Linked DNA regions of Mus musculus: all the other regions are linked to region 1. A link is a contact called in public promoter capture Hi-C data. All regions are on one chromosome and are shown on one strand. Each heading gives the region's core, a stretch centred on a gene start, on an enhancer-like site or on the middle of the called end of the contact. The rest is flanking DNA. Distances are from core to core; before and after follow the strand shown. Region 1 holds the start of Rsbn1l (round spermatid basic protein 1-like). Region 2 overlaps Gnat3 (guanine nucleotide binding protein, alpha transducing 3). Region 3 overlaps 5031425E22Rik (RIKEN cDNA 5031425E22 gene). Region 4 holds the start of Gnai1 (guanine nucleotide binding protein (G protein), alpha inhibiting 1).

Evidence for each region. Promoter capture Hi-C pulls out the DNA fragments that hold promoters and counts their contacts.
Region 2: a promoter capture Hi-C map of liver shows a contact between it and region 1, with 2.9 times the contacts expected there. The contact joins the enhancer-like site here to the promoter of Rsbn1l in region 1. A contact is called at or near these places in 3 of 39 promoter capture datasets (the C10 cell line, liver and pre-B cells) and 2 of 115 datasets of contacts at active chromatin or transcription factors (large pre-B cells and pro-B cells).
Region 3: a contact with region 1 is called in a promoter capture Hi-C map of liver, with 5 times the contacts expected there. The contact joins the enhancer-like site here to the promoter of Rsbn1l in region 1. A contact is called at or near these places in 2 of 39 promoter capture datasets (liver and pre-B cells), 2 of 115 datasets of contacts at active chromatin or transcription factors (astrocytes and large pre-B cells) and 2 of 9 other capture datasets (adipose tissue and liver).
Region 4: a promoter capture Hi-C map of hippocampal neurons shows a contact between it and region 1, with 4 times the contacts expected there. The contact joins the promoter of Gnai1 here to the promoter of Rsbn1l in region 1. A contact is called at or near these places in 2 of 39 promoter capture datasets (embryonic stem cells and hippocampal neurons) and 1 of 115 datasets of contacts at active chromatin or transcription factors (astrocytes).

Annotation. Positions count from the first base shown.
Region 1 is chr5:20,950,339-20,953,110 of GRCm38.p6, reverse strand. Rsbn1l (round spermatid basic protein 1-like) reads left to right here and starts at 1,289. Exons shown (of 8, transcript NM_001080977.1): 1 at 1,289-1,854. The coding sequence starts at 1,326. It overlaps A630072M18Rik (RIKEN cDNA A630072M18 gene), which reads right to left and starts at 2,122. Exons shown (of 1, transcript NR_030699.1): 1 at 1-2,122.
Region 2 is chr5:17,999,222-18,001,921 of GRCm38.p6, reverse strand. It overlaps Gnat3 (guanine nucleotide binding protein, alpha transducing 3), which reads right to left. Exons shown (of 8, transcript NM_001081143.1): 4 at 2,111-2,268. Among named protein-coding and RNA genes, the nearest start is that of Gnat3, 38 kb to the right of the region's middle. Within about 2 kb of position 1,346, at least 38 of the 459 cell types and tissues checked have an H3K27ac peak or open chromatin away from gene starts, as enhancers often do. A contact at or near this core is called in liver, where this site is marked.
Region 3 is chr5:23,417,180-23,419,914 of GRCm38.p6, reverse strand. All of the region lies in intron 1 of 5031425E22Rik (RIKEN cDNA 5031425E22 gene), which reads left to right. Among named protein-coding and RNA genes, the nearest start is that of 5031425E22Rik, 15 kb to the left of the region's middle. Within about 2 kb of position 1,339, at least 443 of the 459 cell types and tissues checked have an H3K27ac peak or open chromatin away from gene starts, as enhancers often do. A contact at or near this core is called in adipose tissue, astrocytes, liver and 1 more, where this site is marked.
Region 4 is chr5:18,358,850-18,361,733 of GRCm38.p6, reverse strand. It overlaps Gnai1 (guanine nucleotide binding protein (G protein), alpha inhibiting 1), which reads left to right and starts at 1,321. Exons shown (of 8, transcript NM_010305.1): 1 at 1,321-1,682. The coding sequence starts at 1,565.

The DNA of each region.
Region 1 (2,772 bases), core at 40-2,539:
TGTTTTTAAAACTAGATTACACACATTAGAGAAAATATGCAAAATTTGTCTCTCTGGGTCTAGCTTCAGGGAATACTCTATATATTAACAATTTACTTCTAAAAACTAAAAACAATGAGGACAGATGCAGTGGTACACACCTTTCTTTAATTCCAGCACTGGGGGAAAGGGAGTTGGGCAAATGCAGGAAGATTTGAGTTCGAGGCCAGGCTGGTTTACAGGACAGCCAGGACAATATTGGAAGACTATGACTCAAAAAACAAACGAACCAACCAACCAACCAAAAAAAGAAAAATGTATTTACAAACAGCGTTAGATTTTGATGTGTTCCCCTCACCGAGTCCTAAAGAAGTGGGTTTGGAGTAAAAGAGGAGTAACAACAGACCATTGCAGTTTCCTGAAAGGCAACTGTTAGCTGCGGAAAGTAACTGCTAATGTCCCTCTTAGGGGATCAGAAAACTCCTTTTTCTTGCTGAGCTAATATGATCATGTGTTATCTTTACATTCTAATCTCACAAAAGATCTAAGACTTTAAGGCATGCTCTTGTCTAAAGCTTGAACTGTGTTGTAACCCATTCCCCCAAATTCCTTATCTTTTGAGATAAAAATCAAGGTACATGCTTGGCGAAGTTTCATAGCGCTGACTCTGAAATACAGAACTCTAACTGCATTTTCAAACATTTACAAACACCGCTAGTGGCTTTTTCCTGGTGTCGTTTAAAGAATAATTAAAGTGAAAACCTTTAGCACTCAAGCTCAATTTAAAGCCTCCAAACGGTGGGTGATTTTTATCTTCACGATCGGAAGTGATCCAAGTTCCAGCTCTGCAGAAAACTCTCTTTTAAAGTACGAACTTTTACGACCTTAGTTAAAATAAGGCAACTTTTCACCATTTCTGCCTTTGCTGATCGGACTCTCGACAAATTTTCTCCGAGACGAGCAACCCAGAACTCGTTTTTCAGAACCTGCAGAAGGGACCCAAGCCACCTCAAGGTAAAAAGAGAGAGCGGTACAAACAAGGCAAAGTCTTTGAGCGAACGGCAGCGCTACCTCGGTCCGGGCAGATTCGGGGCTCCCGAGCGACGGTCGGGAGATCCTCCCTTCTCAGCGAGCTCTCCATCAGCCGCGCCGAAAAGACCTCTGACCTCCAAATGAAGGTCCGCTCGGTGACCCCACCCCGACGGCTTCTGTCCGCGTCTTTGATTGGTTTGTTCCGGGATCTCTCAGTTTAGCGCGCCCAATGGGAGCTCGGCCTGGACCTAGGCACCCCGCCCCGCGCCCCCGCTCCGGGGAGCGGCGGAGAGTAAATACAACAGGAGCGCAAAATGGCGGAACCGCCGAACCCAGCTCGCGGCGCCGTGGCTCTCCTCTCTGAGAAGGAAGCATCTGGCAAAGTACAGCCTTCCTCGCGGGAGCCGCCGGGCTCTATGTCTGCCAAGAAGGTTCGCACCGAGGAGAAGAAGGCGCCGCGGAGAGTGAACGGGGAGGGGGGCAGCGGCGGGAACGGCGGGCAGCTGCAGCCCCAGAGCTTCGGCAGCCCGGCGGCGTGGAGCTTCGCGGCTCGGCCCGCCGCCTCCTCCTCGTCCACCTCTCGGAGCTGTTACTCTTTCTCCGCCAGCCCGAGCGTCTCCTCAGCCTCCGCTTCCTCGTCTCAGCCGCTGCCGCGCAAACTGCTGGTCACTCCCTCGCTGCTGCACGCTCAGCCTCACCGCGTCCTGCTCCCGCCCGTCGCTCCGCCGGCCGCCGCCAAGCCGCGCAGACCCAAGGAGAAGCGCGAGAAGGAGAAGCGGAGGCAGCACGGCCTCGGCGCCGCCGCCCGGGATGAGAACGGCGAGGCGAAGCCGCTGCCGCGAGGTGGGTGCCGCGCGGGGGAGGGGAGCGCCGGCGGCCGGCGGGGCTGCAGCCTTCCGCGGGGCCAGAAGTAAATGGAGCCTGGAGTTTCGGTCGCCGACCGGGGGGATGGCTGAAACTCCTGGTTTTCGGTGTCGGTTTCGCCTTCCAGTTAACGCGCAGCAGGACGCGCGTGAAGGAGTGGGTCTAGAGGACCCCGCTCCCCGGTGTGTTTTTGGCTGGGGAGGCAGAAGAGAACAGGTCTTTTAAAGATTACGAAAGGGATCGGACTGGATCGCAGGAAATTCATGTTTGCGACGCAGCTTCCAACGCCAGAATATCCTGTCCAAAAAAAAAAAAAAAAAAAAGTGGGTGGTCGGGTGTATTGGCGGAAGCTGGAAGCTCCCAGGGACCACGGGGACCAGGATGTTTCATCCCTACTAGGGAGATGAGGTCGTGCGCAGGGCACCAAGTGTGCGGTTTCTGAGGTGCCCACATTCCATATTGTTAAAGTGTTTTGCGTGGTCCTGTTTTAAATACTACCCTTCAGAAGCTTTCAGCCATATTCTTTTTTTTTTTTTTTCTTCTTTCTTTCTCGTTCAGCAAATGATAAAATCGGATGTTTTGACGTCTTTTGGCCAGATCAAGTGGCTTCAGAGTGTTTCTGCCGGGGGTGGGGTGGGGTGGGGGGGGGGAATTCCCAACTGTTTTTCAGTTTTCTTTTGTAATGTAAGCTAGCAGAGTTTTCCGTATTTTCTTTAAAATGAGGGGTCATTCTAGTCATCTGTGGATATGTAGAGATCTGACTAATACAAAGTGGATATGGGTTGGAAAGTAGATCTTTAGGTGATCACGAGGTTATATAAATATACGTTGTCATTGTCACACATTGTTGTGAAGTATTCCGTTCTGTTTTGGAATGCTGGTGAAATGCCAGTAACC
Region 2 (2,700 bases), core at 97-2,596, 3.0 Mb after region 1:
TAGTGCTGTCCCTTGTAAACCACATTTGCTCTTAATGCTTGTGGAATTTAAACAGCACACTAGGTGGCCCTAATTAGTAAACCATGAAACTTAGGTAGCTGAGGCCTTTCCTCCGAGCTTTTCCTAGAGCTTGTGGCATCTTCAGCCAAACCCGGGAACTGGGAATTCTGCTCTACTCTTCTGGCAGCGTCCATCTGCAGAATGTCTAGATGTGCAAAAAAAAAAAAAAAAAATCTTCCTTTCACTAAAAAGTTGGAAAAAAATGTTTTATATAGTATAAACAAAATAAATAGGCAGTGCAGGATCACTCTGATATGGAAATTGAAGTATGTAATTTAATTCAAAAATTGAAAAAATAATATGTTCTTAACGTTTGGAAGAAAATAATGTAAATTTAGCAACATTTTAGCAGGCTTTTATTTAATATGCCTATAGTAACACTTTGAAGCTGCCAAAGTTAATATCTCAAGTATTCAGTTTATGTAGAAAATATTTCTAGTACATAGAGAGAAAATAAATTTTCATAAAATTATACTGCTGTGCAAATCAACTGAGTGTTCAAAAACTATTTACAGTATGGGCAGAACTCAGAAAATCAATGGAAATAGATGTTTGATATATTTAACAGTATGGTAATATTCTCAACTCAAACTATTAGTCAAAAATTCTAAGCATTTAAACAAATAAATCATCTAAAATATGAAATACAGTGTCATTTTATTGCCTCAGGTTAGTTATCTGAGTTATAATTAGTTAAATTTTTTACTATAAATATAAAGGACAAACAAGGAGGCAAGCATACTAACAATGTAATTGAAGGTATCTAGGCAATATTTATTCAAAATGAAATTTATTAATCTTGACTGGAACACACTTACATGTCTGTCTTTCGGTTCACCTTTCCCAGAGGTAACTAAGCAACATTTTGTATGTAATGTATAAGCTTGCATCTAATTTACTCAATGATTAGCACAGACAGGTAAGCAAGGTTTTACAGTACCACAGAAATCACTTTGATAATCACAGTGAGGTAGAGACTGGAACCTTGGAGAAAATGTTCCCAAGTTTATGTAGTCATAGAGTGACACCCTGCTCTCATCAAGTGGAATCCATACTTTTGTCTAAAGGAAATGGTCCCAGTGGAAATTAACAATAAATGAACACTCATCACCATCACAGAAATGTGCTCACTACACATGGACTTCTTTTTATGTTTTTTTTTTCCAGACTCTCTCCATCCATCACTGTCGTTTTTTCCTAAGAAACAGACTTATGGGTCAAAGGTACTCAGTGATTACAAATCTGCATTGTCATTGTCATGCATGACCCATCTTTCTGTTTAAAGAGAGCTTTGCTTCCCAGCCACATTACTTTTTGTTGCTTGTTTAATTAAACCTCAGGGCTTGCATGGTTTGTCACGGGATTCATTCAAGGACAATGTTGTATGTTTTCTATGTTTGTAGGCATGGGAAGAAATAGAAAACGAGTAATTGCACAAACTTTTTGTAGCCAAACAAAATCACATGTTCTTGTTGATTCATACAGAAAATAATTCAAGAAGCACTCGAAACAAGGAAGTTTGAAGTCGTGGCAACAATTCTATTGTAAACAGTGCAATGCTCTCCTAAGTTCCTTATTAACATTAAATACTTACTTGCCAATATTTGCTATGCTGACTCTAACGAGATTTCACAATATGCTAAAATCTGAAGCCAATCGACTTTTCTTCCAGAGTTTTGTGTCTTGCTCAATAACCTAGTGGTCTATCACATATATCACTAGTAAACTTATTCTAGGGGTTATTTCAGTAACACTGAAATATATGATTCAGATGCATACAGTTCCAAATATCAACACGCATGCCATCTGTCTGTGTTCATGCTAAGTAAGCATTGAACATCATGGTAATTTTTTTTTTTAACTAAGAGAAGATATGTGTAGTATATATTTCTTCTCAGGTATGTTGTTTCATGTCTTTTCTGCTGGCTCTCAGGTTTTTTTTTTTATAATAAAATGCTAAACCATTTCCCATTATTTGTGCTTACATGCACAATGTGCCAAGTTACAACCTATGTGTCATCTGCAATTCTTGTCCAAGAAAATGACTTACTAAGCTGCAGAGTCATTGAGCTGGTATTCAGATGCCCTTTCAAAGCAGGCTTGGATTCCTGGATCCCCCCACAGTCGTTTAATGATTTCAGCCAGCTGTGGAGTCATATCACCATCTTCTAGTGTATTTGCCATTGAGTGAAGTTGTTCTTGGTCCTCCTGGAATAATATTTTGGTGGGAAGAACAAAAGTATGCTATTTAGGCACAGGCACTGTTTTAAATAGAGCACGCTAAAAGGTTTTTGTTCCTTTCATTTTGTCAATCATTTCACTGAAGAGTTTTTCAAAATCTATGAAGAATAATTAAACTAAAATTCATTATAGTAGTTGACTGATATCTAGAAATGCTGACCTTTGGAAAATTGCAAAATACTATATGAAGAATTTGAATGCTTTGGTATATTTCATTGATTTCTGAATATGTTGTCACAAAGAATAACAGTGCTAGTCTGTTATGGCCTGGTTTAAAATGCTGGTGTGAAAGAAAAATTAGATTGTAATAAAATGTTACTTGGCATGAGGTATTTCTTTTAATTACTTGGGCAAGTGATTACACACACGTATAGACACACAGAGGTACTGACGCTGTAC
Region 3 (2,735 bases), core at 90-2,589, 2.5 Mb before region 1:
CATAGCTTGATGGTAGAGCACTTGTTTAGTATGCTTCAGGTCATGGGTTTGTCTTGTTTAGAGGACAAGTTCTCAGTGGCTGGCCTGGAACTTGCTTTATAGACTAGACTGGCCTCAAACATAGGAGATCACCTGCCTTGAGTTGAAATGTAGTCTTCGTCAGTTCCAGCACGTTTGATTCTTAGTACTGAGGGAAGGGGAGGGGTTAGGGGCTGAGTGAGGCGTAGCTCTGGGAAAGCACTGGGCTCAATCCCCAGCAAAAGTTAGGGTAGAAGTCTGTGAACCCAGCCACAATTGAAAAATAGTCCTAATAGAAAATCTAGGCATAGTGGGAAATCACTGCAGCCCCGGCTCTCAGGAAGTATGAGGAGTTGGAGACTTAGCTTTTACATAGGTTGAGAAGGTTTTTTATAAGATTGACTCCATGGTCCACATGACCTTAATGTGGGTTGCTTTTCGAGGACGAGGGTGGGCAAGAGTTTAAACGAGGTCTCAGGTGACTCAGACTGACTGACCACCAACTCAACACTGCCTCTAGAGTTACAGGCTTGGCACAATACACTGCAGGAATTCGGAACCAGAAATCCATCCTAATTAATGCTTCTGAAAGGCGGATCCCTTCTCGGAATGCTGTTAATGTGCGTAGAGTAGCATAGTGCACAGATCCTGTTAAATTCTCCATGGACACTCCTGCTTAGAAATCCTGTGCAAGGTGTTCAGATTCTAAGAGAAGGCTGACAAATAATGAAGCTTAGACATAATGGTGCCCTAATGGGACTAAATAATTTTATTTTTTAAAGGCGAGGCGTGGTTCGTGTAATTCAGGCTGGCCTCGAAATCACTTGGTAGTCAAAAGATCAACGCCTTTTTTTTTTTCCTGTTTCTAGCTCAGGTTACAGGCATACATCACCATGCCTGTAACGCGCAGCTAGCTATTCTAGCGTTTAATGTTCTTGTAGCTTTCAACTGGAGTGATCCTTTCCCTAACTGACATTAGAAATTAGTCCAGTAAAAGTGGCCTGAGTGAAAAGCTGTAGGAAAGGATTTTTCTTTAGTGAGAAGTACTGAGGATCCATTCTCTTAAGCCCGGTTTGATTGACGAGTGGTTCAGTAGCTTAGTTTTGACCTTTTGTAGTAATCGGGCTTTTACCGTATAATACCTATAGCCGGCGTGTCCTAACCATGGATAAAACCAAGCTACCCCGTTGTGGCTGCCAAATTTTACACCAGAGGAAAAACACCTCTTGGCGAAGCATAGCGTGGGCTTGTGCTCTAGACCTCAAGCCTTGAGTCCCACAGTGACAGAGCGAGTGCTTGTACCACAGAGCAGGGCGTTTCCCCGGCGCTGTCTGCGTCACGGCGGCTGCCCTTCCGCTCGGGAGAGCAGCTGCGGGAGCTGCGCCTGCAGGCTGGCCGGGTGCGCGGCGCTCGAGCCGGGCGGCGTTTTCCTGGGACCTTCACGGAGCAGAGCGACGAGGCTACATACAGCGGCCGAGCTTATCCCTTCTTTAATCCTCGCTGTAAAGCACCGTAGTGCAGCTTCCTGCTTAACTCGGTCGTCTGAGCTTCCAGCTCACATTTTGAGCCCAGTGCAGCCGCCATCTTCCGGAAATGCTGATGGTGGTTAGTCTGCGCCCAGTGGAAATAACAATTTTTTTGCTTTTGTTTTTGAAGCGGTCTTGCATTTGGCCCGATCTTTTTGAGGACTTGGGTTACAGAATTACATCATGCCTGGTTAGTTTCATGATGCTCAGTTTGGGGAAGTAGAGCAGTGTCCTTGTTGAAATATAATCTCTTTAGTCCAGCCTTTTCTCACTTAAATTAGATTGATGGATTAAATGAGATAATGTATACCAGATATGCAGTAGTAACTAACAGAGAAAGAAGGGAATGGTGGGTGGGGGAGTTGCGGGGGCGGGGGGATGATTAACTTTGCTGGGTATCACCACCTAAAACATGAAGGTATGGAGAAGCATGCTGTAGCACATGAGTGTGTATTTTGACAGCTCTTCAGTATAACTGATCCCTCCAAAGCAGACTTTACTGGCTTCTGGTTTCTAAGGGATGCTTCTTTTTTGTGTGGCTTCCTTTTTTGCAGGTCCATACTGAATAAATATGCTGTAGGGTGATGGACAAGGCCAAGTTGGGTAGTCCTACCATGATTTTAGTTTACAGGGAAAAATCAGGCTGAGTTTAAGTACATTGTAGGTTTCTAGGTGTTAGAAGTTTTCACACATGTGCCCGTTTATTTTTAGGGCGCGGCTTCACTGTTTGGCTAGGTGGTTTAGAACTGGGTATAGATTAGGGGACAAAAGCAGGAGTGAAGTCGCTTGGGGTTTGTTGTTGTTTTGCTGTTTTAGGTGCACTAACGATGTAATAATGTGTTTGGGATAACTTAGGAGGCAGCGATGAAGATTTAAACAGTAAAAGATTATTACACAAAAAATAACCCCAAACTTGTGCTTTACCGCGGACCCACCAGGTTGGAATATACAGGGAACAGTTGGACCATCCCTGTTTCAGGCTGGGGGTTTGATTTCTTTACACTTGCTGTCTACAAATCTCTGCAGGACACCAAACCCACGACTGAATGACACAGCCAGCATCCACAATTCACACAGAGAGGTAAAAATGTCAGATCCCCACACCAGTTGAACCAGAAGTTCTTTGTACATTAGAACATTTAATGGGAAACTGCATATGAACTGTAAAGTGTAAATACAGTCTGATTGGGA
Region 4 (2,884 bases), core at 72-2,571, 2.6 Mb after region 1:
GATTTCATTAATTCTGGAATTCTTGATGAACTTTTGGAGTGTCAGGAAACACAAAGGAGGTAGAAGGTGACCGAGTACCCTAAAAGTGTGCGGGTTTTGTTCTATTTTGAAAGAATCCAACAAAAAGCGGAGGGAGTTCTTAAGATTGCTTATCTTGTGCCCCGCAGGTGTGACTCTAACAAAACGGAAACCTATAAGCTCTGCTTGCTCTGAGGGACCCAACCTGAAGCTAAATATTCAAATGGGAGCCAGAGACTAATTGCCTAATTTTTATCTCGTCGAGGAATGTATTTTCTTTGCTAGTGGCTTCATCATCTAATTCATCAACATTTCTCCTATAATCAGCAGTGCAACTGACAGGAGAGTCCAACCTTCCACCTATGCTCCTCCCCTCACGCTGGATGAAAAGCCATCTAGTCCTTGGCCTGCCCCTGGAAAGATGGACTGTAGTGTAGATCAACAGCTCATTTAAAAGCAAGGAAGCTAAGGCCTACAAAAAGAAATGCCATGCCTACTGGCACAGGAGTTACAACAGAGCCATAAACCATGGGTAGGCAGCTTGGCAAGACACTTACAAGTGCCCTAAAGGCGATCCATTACCACAGAGGCCGCAGACTTGTTTGTGTGTTTTACTGCTCACGCCATTTTAAAACAATTCTTTGATTCTTTGTCAAACGTTTCTGTCGGATTAGGAAGAAATTCCTTAGAAATGTGTTCCCTTATGAAAAGGGAGGTGAGCATAGATCAAAGGGAGAGCCAGAGGAAAAGAGAAAAGGCAAGGGAGGAAGTGAGCATTGGCAACCCCAAGACCCCAATTCCCGCTTGGTTGCTCCCCACTTCGGGTTTCGCAGGGCTCCATTTCTCGCTCATTTCGCTCTATTTCCCACGGTTCTTTACCTAAGCCTACACATTTTGTAAACCCTTGGGTGGCTGCAGGCTCCGGGCATGCTCAAATGCCCTGGACTGCCTTTCCTCACCCCTTGCTCGCAACTTTGGCAAGCGTCCCACTCGCGCTCTTAAGGGGCAGGTACCCACGGATCCCCCGCAGTGGTCTCCAAAGCGTGGGAGGGGGTTAGTGAGCTCCCAGGCGGAGCTGGAGAAGTCAGCGGCCGCACGGGGCACCTCGTGGGGGGACCTGCAGGAAAAGCTGGGCTCGGCGATCACGCGGGCGCGCGGCGGTCGGAGGGGGCGCTGTCCGACGGCACGTGCGCGGGCGGGCGTGAGCGCGCGCTGGGAGTGGTCGCGGGGCGGGCAGGGGCGGGGCCGCGGCGGCGCGCGGACGCCGAGCTCGCTCGGGCTGTGCGCGGCTGCGGCTCGGCCACGGGCAGCTGCGGTGGCGGCGGCGGCGGCGGCGGCGGCAGAGCCTAGCGGTCGCAGGGATTCGCGGGCGCGGATCGCGGAGTGTCGCCGGCAGGGACGGCCGCCCGAGGCGGCAGCGTGCGGACTAGCAGACCTCGCCTCCAGCTTGCGGGAGCTGAGGACGTAGCGGGGCCGCCTCCGGGCCAGCCTCTCCTCGCTCTGCCAGCCGGCCCCGGCGCCGAGGGCGCGGCGACGCTCGGCCACCATGGGCTGCACATTGAGCGCTGAGGACAAGGCGGCCGTGGAGCGCAGCAAGATGATCGACCGCAACCTCCGGGAGGACGGCGAGAAGGCGGCGCGGGAGGTCAAGCTGCTGCTGCTGGGTGAGCGCGGCCGTGGGGACGGGGCCCGGGCCGGGGGACAGCGGTGAGCGAGCGCGGCATCCCAGTCCCTCAACAGCGCAGGCGGCTTCTTGGCCGCGGCGGTGACTGTCGCGCGACCTCACTGGCAGCCCAGAGTGTGGCGGGGCGGCGGGACGCGTGGGAATCCGATCTTTGAAGTTGAGCTTTGCCCTCCCTAGATGAGGGACAATTCGGGACCACAAAGCCAAGCACCCCCTCTCCACGGAAACCCGGTGGTGAGAGGTGTCGTGCCGCGTTGCGCTTTGCCCACGCCTGGAAAGTGCCACGTTGGGTGGCCTCGGGGCTCTCTTTGTGGGTCCTCTTCCTCTGCGGGGTCTCAGTGATCTTCCTGTCAACTTCATATGGCGACTCAGTGAGTGGAAAAGAGCGCTGAGATTTTCCCTGCGTAAGGACTTGAGCTGCTCTGGAAGCTGGATTTTGCCTGGGTGGGGGATGGAAACCACCAAAGTTGGCTTACGTTTGCTCTCATAGTAGGAAGGGAAAGAGGCTTCGCGGGTGAAAACAGCCCTGACAGGTGCGAAAGGCTCCTCGACCACAGGGTCGTTCCTCCACTGCGGTGTTCGCTCCAGTGAGGTTTGACAGCTGCACACCATGCTTTCTTTCTTCATTCTTAACACTGTTTTGCTAATAGGCGACGTGAAGGTCTTTCTTCCAGTTTTTTTGAACGGAGGAAAAAAAAAAAAGAGTAGATCCGGATTTTGATTGAGCGATATAAGGAAAATATTCACAGGTTATGGTTTTTTTAGATCTGTGAGTCAGGGTTTTTCCTTTTGTTTGTTTTTCTCCCACACTGTAGGTATTTAGGCAGATGATAGATTTCTTAGAATCTTCGTTTGCACTTCCAGCGATTTGCTTGTGTTCTTCTCACAGTTGTGATAAAAGAGAAACATCGCTGCACAGATCTGCTTTTTAGTAAGCTCCCGTTTCATTGGTTTAACGACTGCAGAAAGATGGTGGTTATTTCCTTCTTTCTCCATTACTAGTAGGCTTAGAAGAAGCAAACTTGGCATGACTAAAAGTAATAATGATCTGAGTCATTTTGCAAGCAAACTGTGAAATAACTTTGCATTTTAAAGACCTGGGTGGTGTTTTTCACCCATCACAGCCTCCCCATAAATCTTTCTCTGTAAATAGGATTGACTGAGTTTTTATATTAAAAAGAT